Linked DNA regions of Rattus norvegicus: region 2 is linked to region 1. A link is a contact called in public Hi-C data. All regions are on one chromosome and are shown on one strand. Each heading gives the region's core, a stretch centred on a gene start, on an enhancer-like site or on the middle of the called end of the contact. The rest is flanking DNA. Distances are from core to core; before and after follow the strand shown.

Region 1 (5,897 bases), core at 1,445-3,944:
GGCATCATCTGGCCCAGTGCCTGAGGAGGTGAGACCACATCTCTCTTGGACATGGTGGTCAGAGGGTCAACAGCACCCACAGCTCTGGTTCCAGGGGTGCAATGCTCTGGCCTCTGCTCCTGAATGCGTGCAGGCTGTGGTGGGCTAGCACACAGAAACAAAACAAACTCAGAGATCCACTGGCCTCTGCCTCCCAAAGCGCTGGGATTAAAGATGTGTGCCAACTCCATTCAGCCTTTCTTTCTTCCTTTCTTTCTTTCTTTCTTTCTTTCTTTCTTTCTTTCTTTCTTCCTTTCTTCCTTCCTTTCTTTTTTTCTTTTTTTGAGAGACAGGGTCTCTCACTATTTATCTCTGACTGACCTTGAACCCAAAGAGATCTACCTGCCTTTGCCTCCTGAGTGTTAGGAATAAAGGCATGTACCTGACTGTTTTTCCTTTTCCAATTTCAACTCCTTAGTTATCTTAGGATGATCCTGAACTCCCGGTTCTCCTGCCTTTACCTCCCCAGCGCTGGACTTACAGCATGCACTGCCACTCCAGCTAACAGGGGGCTGGGGCTGGAACCCAGGTCTTACCCATGCTAGGTAAGAGACCTCCCAACTGAGTAACATCCTCAAGCTCTTCTTTTCTTGCTTTTTGAGACAGTCTTAGTCCATAGCCTAGGCCAGCCTGGAACCCCATATGTAGCCCAGGTTGGCCTCAAACCCAAGGCAATCCTGCTCCAGCCTCCTGAGTACAGAGACTGCAGACATGAGGTGCAGACATTTTTGTTGGTGTTTTGGAGTATGGGGATTTTGAGATATGGGCTTACTGTGTAGACCATTATCAGTGACCAAACCCCCCTGCCTCAGCCTCCCTGGTACTGAGATTACTCATTGTGTGCTGCCACAACTGGCTTTAGAACTCTTGCTTTTTGGGGCGTGGGGCTGGGTCTCCTGTATCCCAAGAAGACCTCCAACTCACTATGTAGTTGATGATGACCTCGAACCTTCTCATCCTCCTGTTTCCACTTCCCAAGAGCTGGGATGACGGACATGAATCACCCACCATGTCCCTACTCCCAGCCAGGGGTTTCTTTTGGATAAGGGTCTGGCAGCTAGGTGTCCCTGGATCTGTTTTGGCTTCTGGTGAGAGCTTTTTGCTTAAGGTTGGGGCAGAAAACTGGAGGGCAGAGAGATGTATTTAGAAAGTATGGCACAGGGGACAGCTTCATTTTACGAGAAGCTGCTCTTGTTGTAAGTCATCCAAGTCCCACCAGAACTCAGCCCCTGAGGGAAATGATTATCCTACTCGCAGATCTAGTCACCCCCTAGATGACCACCTTAAAGACTGGGGCCACACTGTCAGTCCCAGCCCTGGGCAGGATTACAAACAAGGACCTCAAGACACTGCCGGCTCCAGATTCATCGAAACTCCCTTCTAGTGACTAAGGCAGAGAGTGATAGAGCAAGACACTCCCCTGCCTCTGCCCACAGGTGCACGAACCATACACACAGGCAAACAGCCACAAAAACCTTTTTTTCCTGTTTTTTTTTTAATTTTTTACATATTACCTAGACTTGTAAAAAACTGAAGTATGGTATGTCTTGCTCACGTGGATCAAGTAATAAATATTATACTATCCCCCAACATGGTTAGTTTTGAGACAGGATCTCACTGTGTAGCCAGGCTGGCCTCAAACTCACAGAGATCCACCTGCTTCTGCCTCCTGAGTGCTGGGATTAAAGGTTTCCACCACTATGCCTAGATCTAATTTTTAAACAGAAGCCCAGGCTTTCCTTCTGAAAATCAATTTCTCATTTAAGCCCATTGTGGTGGCAAGTCCTGTAATTCCAGCACAAGGACATACATGGACATGGTGGTGGCAGCTGGGTCCCTGAGTTCAAGGCTAACCCGGACTACATACTGAGTTCTAGAATAGCCAGGACTACACAGAAACCCTGTCTCAAAAAAAATAAAAACAACAACAACAGCAAAAAAATTCAAGGTCCGATCCTGTAAAATGCTCGCAATACAAGCTCAATGAGCTGATTTGGGACACCTAGAACCCATAAGAGGGACGGAGCACCAACAGGGTCTCTTCACACCTCCACATCTGTGCTGTGGCTTACCTGCTGTCCCCAACCCCAAATGAAAAAATGAAATAATTTAAAAGCGAAAGGTGTAAACTAAACGAAGATGGCAAACACCAGTGTCTGACCTCTGCATTCCCGTGTTTAAACATACACTCCCAATGCTTGCACACACACACAAAAGAGGGGCCAGCAAGATGTTCAGCTGGCAAGTTTGCTTGTTGCAAGTCAAATGAGCTGAATTTTCCTGGATCCACATGGTAGAAAGAACTGACTGTCAGAGTTGTTCTCTGACCTCTATCTAAACTCATATCACGAGATGTGCAAATACAAGTGGTCACATACAGTAAAGAAAGTAATAATGATTTTAAAAGAAAATGTGATCAAAAGCCAGGCATGATGGAATTCTCCAGTAATCCTAGGATTCCGGAGGGGAGGCAGGAGAATCAGGAGTTTGTCATCCTGGGTTACAGACTGGCGTAGTGGCCCACTCGGGAGGCAGAAACAAGCTGATCTCTAGAGTTCTAAGGATAACCTGGACTACATTGTGAATTTCAGAACAGCCTCGACCCATATTAAGACCCTGCCTGTTGGTATTCTGTCTAAGCTCCACCCCCCACAGCTACCTAGCAATAGTCAGTCATGTTCTGCCCTACAGTTAGCTGGCAAAAGCCAAGTCTGCCTGACACTATAAAAGCGGCTGCTTGCCCTCTTCCTCTTTGTTCCTTCTCTCCCCATTCCCCTTCCCCCTTCCCTCCACGTGCTCATGGCCGGCCTTTACTTCTCCCCTTTTCTACTCTTCTTCTCTCATTAAATTTCTACATGTGGAACCGTTAGTTTGGTGTGGTTTGTCGGGAAGCGAGATTTCTACCCCGACACTGCCTAAAATAACAAAATAACGGATCTCACACAAGAAAACAGAAGAACACATCTTTCCACAGCTGTAACCGCGGAGCTGAAGACAAGGCGTGGGAACAGTCGTTCCAAGATTTCTCCTTCTTACATGCATCTCCCACCCACGATTCCATTTTGTAACCATTAACGGAAGTTAGCGAAGAGAGTCTTCTATTGGCGCAGTCTGATAGGAAATCCTTGTGTGGATTCTGGGAAATGTAGTCCTTGAGCGGGGCAAAGTGCCAGGCAAGAGTTATTGATTCAGATGGAGGCTTAGTTACAGAGTATTAGCGAAAAGTTTCAGAGAACAGAGCCTCTTCTCCGCCTCTTATCTTCCCAGCTTTAGACCAATGACGAGGGACCATCCCTGGTTTCCAGGGGTCTGATGCTCTCTTCTGATCCTGGCAGCACACGGGGCGCGCGCACACCCCCCCCCCATACACATAAAAACAATTCTGTAAAATCTGTGGGGAGGTGGGCACTGTGTGCCACTGCACACGTATGGAGGTCAGAGAACAAACTGTAGCAATCCCACCTGGCTGCTGGGGGTTGAGTCTCTTCTTTTATTTCTATGGGGCGCTCACTGCTCTTTGAGGAGGAATTGATAATAAAATACCAAAAAACCGCTATCGGTCCCTTTGTCTTTTTTGGTTTTTATTTTGTGCTCATTCTTGGCGATGATATGAACTTGGAACAGCTAAGTGTAACAGTGTGCGTGAGTCTAGGTTTTGCGAGGATGAAATGAATGCCTGAGGGTGGGTGCTTTTAAAAGATTGATCCTGTGGGACAGGGGACACGTTGTATCTTTGTGGCTAACTCCGGGTGTGTCAGAATGCTCTTCTGTGGTTAAACATCTTTAAAGCTCCGTTGAGGTTGGTCCTCCTGTGGCAAAACTAAGGCACCAGGCATTCTCCGTATCTTCCGATCTCCCGGTTTCCCCGGTATCCCCATGTCCCCATCTCCCGATCTCCCAGTGTGCACACTAACAATGGTTTGCATCTTCAAAAAGCCTGGCGTTATTACAGCATCATTTGCATTGTGTTAGGGTGTTTGTGTTACTGTAGTTTGATTTTGTTTTTTGTTTGTTTTGTTTTGTTTGAGACAGGCTACTGTGTAGCCAGGGCTGTCCTCAAACTCACAGATATCCACCTGACTCTGCCCCAGGTTCAACACCAGGCCAGGCACTCACTTGGTTTTGACATCCCCTCACTTTTATGGGGGAATGTACTCTACAGAAGGAAATACCAAAAAGGAGATCCAATCCAACTGATTTCTGAGTGACATCAGATTGTCCACCTTGTCCCATGACTCACAACTGTTTGTAAAAACTTAAATCTCCTTGCATTTATCTACTTGTGGGGTGTAGAGTGTGATAGAGTACCTTGATTATAAAAAAACAGAATTCCCGTGAGGTTACAGCTGGCCTTGCTCAACCATCATCAGTCAGCTCAGAGAGAAGTGTCTTCTGAGACAGCCGATCTCCCCTCGAGCAAACAATCTGAGGAAGGAGATACCACAGGCCAGCACATAGCCCCCTCAACCCCAAGCCCCTCATCTATCTCTAGACTAACCGGTTTCCCTCACATGCAGGACGTCATGCAGGAGAGTGCCTATCCCTCTGTCCTTCCATGTTTTTTCAAACAGTCTCATCCTTGAGATCGATTTGGTTTCTTTTCTCACTTTCCTGTTTACTCTCTCTGCCTCTCCCACTCCTAAACTAATGAAGTGCAAAGCTGCAAGGCCAGGAGTAAGCCCAGTGGATTCTGGGTAAGCCCAGTGTGTTCTGGGTTTGGAGATTTATTTAATCATTTTGTTTACAGGTGTTTGCCTGAATGTATGTCTGTGCACTGTGTGTGTGTGTGTGTGTGTGTGTGTGTGTGTGTGTGTGTGTGTGTGTGTGCCTGGTATCTGTGGAGGTCAGAAGAGAGCATCAGATCCCTGGGACTGGAGTTACTGGTGGTTGTGAGCCACCACGTGGATGCTGGGAATCAAACCCAGGTCCTCTGCAAGAGCAGCCAGAGCTCTTAACCACAGAGCCACCTCTCCATCCCCTTGTAGATTTTAGAGAAGTTTTTAAGGGCTACAAGAATGAGACCCTGCCCCAATGGAATGTTAGGTCTGCATTTAGGCCAGAGACTCTATTCCCTTGAAAAGGCTTTTTTTTTTTTTAAACACAATTGCTACTTTAGTTTCTGCCTCACTAAAGAGGTAACCGGAATTAGAGCTCAGAGCTCCCAAAACACATTTGGCATCTTGGGCCTCTGCGAAGGATGAAGCTGTTGCCGTGAGCTATTCACCAGAGAAGGGTGCTTGGGGACGGGTTTGAGCTGGCAGAAGCCTTTCCTAGTCTTTCCTGGCCAGTGACTACACTGGGTACTCAGGATTGGGTGCGTTCACGAGCCTTTTTCAGGGTGAGCTTTTCAGCATGAAAACCCTATTCTGGGCTGTCATTCTTTGGTTAACCAGAAGCAGAACTATAGAAGCCCCCAAGCAAGGTTTGTGCATTTAGAGAGTTTTCCAGAACTTTGGGCTTTGAGGGATTAGGTCTGTGTTTTGTTTTGGCTGGTGGTTCGGTATGTGCTGACTTCAAGCCCCGAATGGTTGTGAAGTCAGTTACACTGCCGAGAGTCTAAGGACATTTCTAGCTTTTAGTCAAGAAAGAAACTGGTCACTTTGGGAATCTTTTTACCCTACATTGTCTAGCCAGTTTCTACTTCTTGTGCCTGTCGGCCCTCTTTCTTCTGAAGAGCTAACCCTAACTACCAGTGTGGAATTGGGGTGATGTCCAATTTGCCTTGTTCAGGATGATTTGGGGGTGTTCAGTGTAGCAGTTTTGGGGTCCTCCTCCAGAGGGGCTTTTAGATAGACCAAGTTTCAGATGTGGGGAGGAAAGTAAGTTCCTGGTGTCTGGAAAGTACTTTAAAATGTCCA
Region 2 (5,897 bases), core at 1,543-4,042, 36 kb after region 1:
TTCCCCGTTCACTGAGCCTTCTTCCCCAACAGAGAACCAGGAGGACGAGATCTCAGAGAATCTCCTGAATATCCAGAAGATGCAGAAAACACAGGTGAAGTGCCGCAAGGTGAGCTGAGAAAACGAGTGCCTGAGGGACAGCGGGCCAAGAGGCGCTTCCTCCGGCTTCCACCTCTGAACTCGATCTAGGAGGCAGAATTCAAAGCCCAGCTCTGCTACTTAATGCTGTGTGACTATGGGCAAATCACTTTGCCTCTCCGGGCTCGATTTGCCCCTCCATATAACGGGTGTAATAGCTGCGATTCCTCCCGGATCGGAAAGTTGTGCTCCCTGAGGGTTCCATACTGTCGATACGGCCTGGAATTGATGTGCTACATCATGATTACCTTTTCCTATGGTCATCATTACTTGCGTGTCTAATCACTTGCTCCCCCAAACCCCCTCCCGAACCAGGTTCTTACCAAGATGAAGCAGCAGGCATGTGACTCATCTTCATGGCCAGAGGCTGAGGGGGTGCCCGCAGACAGCGGTGGTTGCTGGAAGGATGACCTCCAGAAGGAGCTGAGTGACATATGGTGAGGCTAGCTTCCGGTGTGACCTCTGACCCCTAACCCTCCTCTGACCTGCCTCTCTCCCGGCTGCGTCTGGAACTCAATTGGCTCTAATCCCTCCTACTTCTAGGAATCATTCTTTCTACAGCTGCCCTTGCCCTAGCGAGGATTCAGGGGTACCCCGGATACCCCAACATCTCTTGGGGCCCTGTCTCTCTGTCTCCCCACAGGTCTGCTGTTCACAGTCTGCAGAGCTCCATCGACTGTCTTGCTTTGTCCATGGGCACCAGACCAAAGGCTTCCAGTCTCAGGGGTGAGGAGCCGGATGTAATGGGGGGGATCACTCCCAGCCCCGCGTGTATGAGGCCACCTTTAAGAGGGTCACATAGGTTGGGGTTCCAAGGCTACCTTAGAAAGCTGAGGAACTGGTTGAGATTTCGAAGAAGGCAGAACCCCAGAAATTAGGGGGTGGGTGAAAGAGGACCTCAAATCCATGGGTGTTTCATGAGCAAGCTACTTTGGGGTCACATTTAGGATCTGTGAGAATTTCTTTCTGTTTTTGAGATATAATCTCACATAGCCCAGATTAATTTAAACTCACTATGTATTCAAGAATGACCTGAATTCCCATCCCCTCTACATCCACCACCCCCCCATTCTGGAGTTACAGATGTGAGCCACCATTCCTGGCACTATAGGAATTTTTTAGATGTATTTTATTTTATGTTTGTGGGCGTTTTCCATAGATCTGTGCCTAGTGCCTCAGGCCAGAAAAAGGTGTCAGAGGCTTGTGAGCCACCCTGTGGGTGCTGAGAATCATTGATATAATTTGGTATTACTTTGGGTCAACCAAGGGATGCGTGTGTCTGGATGATAAATCAGTGAGGTTTCATCTCAAGAGATGTGGAGCTCATATTCTGAAGTTGCTAGAGGGTCATATTGAGGACCTGAAGGGCCAGGATGGCATGTCTCTCCCACAGGCCAGAAAGGACACCAGTGCCAGAGTTCTCAGTGCCCCTCCTGGGACTCCGATTCTGACTGGGAGAGACCTTTCAGCAAGAGCGGATCCTACCCTCCCGGTACAGACCCTACTCAACCCCTCTCCATCCCTTACCATCTGGCCCACTTGTGATTCCCACAGTGTAGGCCTTGAGGCTAGCACTGTACCTGGGCATTTGGTCCCTGGCTGGCAACCCTGAGTTCTCCTGGTTCAAACCAGACCACGACCTACCTTCTCTCCCCATAGCTTGAGCAGCTGGGACTGCTTGCCCTGAAGACCCCTCCAGAGAGAAAATAAACTAGCTGAGACCTTCGTCCACCCTGGACTTTTGCACCTGCTGGTTCAAGAGTCTGGGGTCCTCCCCATGCCAACCCCAGATAACTCTGGTATCTCAAAGGAGGCACTTTTCAGGATGTGTGGACAGTGATCAAGATTTAGGGTGTATTAGTTGGGCATGTATGTGATACAAGCACTAGGGAGGTAGGTGGAAGGAAGGTCACTTTAAAGTTAACACAGCCAAGTATGAGACCAGCCTGAGCTACAGAAGACCTTGTCTCAAAATCAAAGTGGGCCTGCCAAATGGCTCACTGGGTAAAGGCACTTACTGCCAAGTCTGAAGACCTGAGTTTGATCCTAGGGACCCTCATGGTGGTAGAGAACTGGCTCGTGCAAGTTGTCCTCCAACCTATAAATGCACACCGACACACACCCCAATAAATAAATGTTCTTAAAACCTTTTTTTCCAAGGCAGGGTTTCTCTAGCCCTGGCTGTCCTGGAACTCTCTCGGTAGACCAGGTTGGCACTGAATTTACAGAGATCTGTCTGCCTCTGCTTCCCAAGTGCTGGGATTAAAGGCGTGTGGCCACCACTGCCCAGCAAATAAATGCAACTTAAAAAACTTAAAAACACAAAATCAGGGCAATACTTGCCTAGCATGCAGGAAGCTTTGCGTTCCAACCCCATCATTCAAACCAGATGTGGTGGAACAGGTGTGAAATTCCAGCACGCAAGGAGATGAGGCAGGAGGACCCAATGTTCAAGGCTAATCTTGGCTACAAAGAAAACTGGAGCTTGAGCTGGTAGCTTAATCTGTGTGAGACCCTGTCTCAAACACAAAAATGGATCTGGGATGCCAAATGGAGAAGAGGTGTGCCAGAGGGTGTTCTTTGAAGAGGCTGAGCTCCTCTTTTCCCTCAGCCTATCCTACCTTGTCCTTACTCTCTATTTCCATTCTTTTCCCTTCAAATCTCTGCCAACGCGTCCTGCCCCGCCTCATTGAGTTATGCAAATGAACGTCATATAGCCCTGCCCCGTTATTCTCACAACTCCCCGCCCCTCTGTGTTATGCAAATGAGACCCAAAGGCCCCGCCCACCTGGTGAAGAAGAGACTTGGGCCCGCCCCCCACGGGTTATGCAAATGATGGCTCCTGCCCCCGCCCCACTGGGTTATGCAAATAAGGCACCCTGTGGCCCCGCCCCTGCCTCGGCCACGGAGTCTGCGCGGAGCGGCAAGTCCGGCGGTCCAGGCTTCTTCTCGTTGTCCGCCTGCCTGACCAGCGATCTGTCTGACTGTTCTGCGGCGCCGGGACCGTCTAGAGGGAGCGAGGGTTCAGGCGGCGGCGGCCTAGACAGGGTGAGGGAGAAGCGTGGGCGACCCCTCTTTCTAGCCCGGGGGCTGCCCATCCTGGACACGCAGGACCATACCATGGACGTGGGTCTTTCCGATCCCTTCCCTGCGGGTCCATTGCGGAGGGGAGGGCAGCTAGGGGGAGGGGAGGCGGTGATCTAGGGCTTTAGATGGGGTTGGGGGAGGGGAACCTGGAGAAGGGGACCCCCCCCCACCGGGGACCTCAAGAGCCAGGCCACAGTGCTGCGAGGGTGGCTGTGGATGAATGATGGTGTAGCTGCCCCTTGTCGGTGTGTGGTTGTGTAACTGGTTGTGTGGTTGTCTGGCTGTGATGGGTTCGGGTGTGTCCACTGATTTTGAATGTCTGTGTGTGTGTGTGTGTGTGTGTGTGTGTAGAGAGAGAGAGAAAACATGTACTCCGTGTGTTGTGTGTGTGTGTGTGTGTGTGTGTTGGTGTCTAGTTGTGTGGTCTGTCATTTTGTAGTTACTGTTGTGTTCCTTCTGATGTTGTGTGACTGTTTTGCAATCTGGCAGGTGTCTGCTCTTACGTGCCTTTTGTGTGTGCTGCAAGTCACATATATCCCTACCTGACCATGTGGCTGAGGCTGTGGGTGGCAGGCTGTCTCTCCTATGACTGTGGAGAGGGTGTTCATGTGTGTGATTGTCATTGAGCGCCTTGTAACTGGGGGTGTGACTCTGTGACCCATTCTGTGAGTCTCATTGTGTGGAGTGACTCTGTGATTCTAAGTGGTTAGCAGCCTTGAGTCTATGGGGGTGACTGTATCAGGGCAAGGATTTGTGGGGGGCTGGGGTGTCTCTCTGTGTGCCTCTCTGACTGCGTGTTTGAGGGAGTATGTTCCATCCGTGTGGGTGTCTATGACAGGCCGTATGCAAACTGTGTGTGTGTGTGTGTGTGTGTGTGTGTGTGTGTGTTTAGAAGTACTGGGGATTTGTGTGAATGAGCAAATCTGGTTTGCTCAGCATGAAACAGGCACCCCACACAGTATGCTTGGCTCTTGCTGTGAAATGGAGGGATGTCATGTTCTGAGATGTCCCCGTGTGTGGTGTTTGGGATGGAAGCCTTGCCTGGGTTATATCTTGTGTGGGAGTGCTCATATGGGTGACTCTGTACATCTGAGACCTGTGGTGACCCTCACTCCAACATGTCACTCTGTGGAGTAGGCCTCAATGGAGCCCTGGATGTACAGTGCCCACCCTCACCTGCCTGGGCCTCAATTTCCACATCGGTGCAATGGAGATGAGTGTCCTTGCCCTGCTGACCTCAAGGAGTGTCTGTGAGTTGGTGGTGGTGGAGGTGGATGCCTGTCGGAAGCCCTAGGGCACTTTCACAGGTGAGACAGGAGTCACTGGGTACACACTGGCATGACTGTATTGGCTACTGATGCTTTGGGAACTGAAGTTAGGTGTGGGGGAGGGGTAGTGAGAGGAGACTGGAGAGGCAGCTGGCCTGGGAGGATGGGGGGTGCGAAGCAGCTGGGAGAGAGGGAGTATCTGGCTATCAGCCCACACCAGATACCACAGCCCATGGGGACAGGGAGGGGGATGTGGAGGCCATGGTGGAAGAGACTTGGAGAAGGGAGAGGGTAAGAAGCATGGGATCTCCTGGGCAAAGAAGATGAAGTTCCCTAAAATATGACAGAGGGGACCAAGGAGAGAGTCCCCTTCTCTAAAGGCTGAATAGAGGTTCCCATAAATGGGGTCTGTGGAATTTCTTTAATTGAAGAGAGAGAGAAGAGGTCACTGTAGAACCTTCTGAGAGACCAACTTGTACAGGTTGCCATCTGACCTCCAGCATGACCTCCACATGAGCTGTGTGGCACACGTGCACAGAGACTCAACAAAGAATACATGTAACACATGTAATACATGTAATACATGTAAGAAAAAAAAAAGGCTAGCTCTCTGGTAGACCTCAGAGCCCTGGGAAGAGGCAGGGAAGTCCAGTGAGCAGGATCAGGGGCCAGTAAGGTGGGGTCCGGTTGCTGAGCGTGGCCAGGTTAAAGAGCAGACCCAGAATTCTATGAAGCTTCATTTACTCAGTGATGTGGCCCCAGAGTTCCCGTTCCTTTCCCTCCACAGGCCCAGGTGTCACCATGGCTGGAGGGAGACCTCACCTGAAGCGGAGTTTCTCCATCATCCCCTGCTTTGTCTTCGTGGAGGTGAGAACCTCAGAGCCACTCTGAGAACGGGCTCTGTCCCTCTGTCCCTTTGTCCCTCTGTCCCTGCCTAGCCTGTCTCCCTGCTCTTGGCCTAGTTCTTTCATATATATATATATATATATATATATATATATATATATATATATATATATATATGAATCTCCCCACATTCCTTCCTGGCTCTAGTCACTCCTGCCTCTGGCTGTCGGACCTCTTCCACCCCATTACCTCAGAACTTCTGCTGCTACCCGTCTCTCTTGAGGTGTGGTGGCAGGATTGGAATCAGAAGCATTCCTCTCTGGTTCTGGCCCCATTTTGCCCCAATCCATTCACAGTTTGGAACTTTGCATGCCTGGGCCTCAGTTTCTTCATCTCTACAATGTGCGTAATTAACAGGGCATGGGGGCACATATGTGTGACCTCAGCATTTGGGTGGCTGAAGGAGAAAGATTTCAGGGAAGTTAAGGCCAGCCTGGGCTACATGAGACTGTCTTTTAAAAAAAAGATAAAGACAAAAAGAGGAAGAAAAAATCGCAG

Evidence for each region. Hi-C and Micro-C count contacts between places; a contact is called where the count stands out from the background.
Region 2: a contact with region 1 is called in a Hi-C map of liver, with 7 times the contacts expected there. The contact joins the promoter of Plppr2 here to the enhancer-like site in region 1. A contact is called at or near these places in 3 of 12 Hi-C or Micro-C datasets (the A7r5 cell line, hepatocytes and liver).

The regions. Positions count from the first base shown.
Region 1 is chr8:28,704,262-28,710,158 of GRCr8, forward strand. No RefSeq gene overlaps it. Among named protein-coding and RNA genes, the nearest start is that of Rab3d, 18 kb to the right of the region's middle. Within about 2 kb of position 2,695, at least 60 of the 93 cell types and tissues checked have an H3K27ac peak or open chromatin away from gene starts, as enhancers often do. A contact at or near this core is called in the A7r5 cell line, hepatocytes and liver, where this site is marked.
Region 2 is chr8:28,740,359-28,746,255 of GRCr8, forward strand. Plppr2 (phospholipid phosphatase related 2) reads left to right here and starts at 2,793. Exons shown (of 10, transcript NM_001005881.4): 1 at 2,793-3,186; 2 at 4,363-4,532; 3 at 5,281-5,360. The coding sequence starts at 5,295. Ccdc159 (coiled-coil domain containing 159) reads left to right here. Exons shown (of 13, transcript NM_001371565.1): 9 at 33-109; 10 at 454-575; 11 at 782-864; 12 at 1,532-1,630; 13 at 1,798-1,863. The coding sequence ends at 1,802.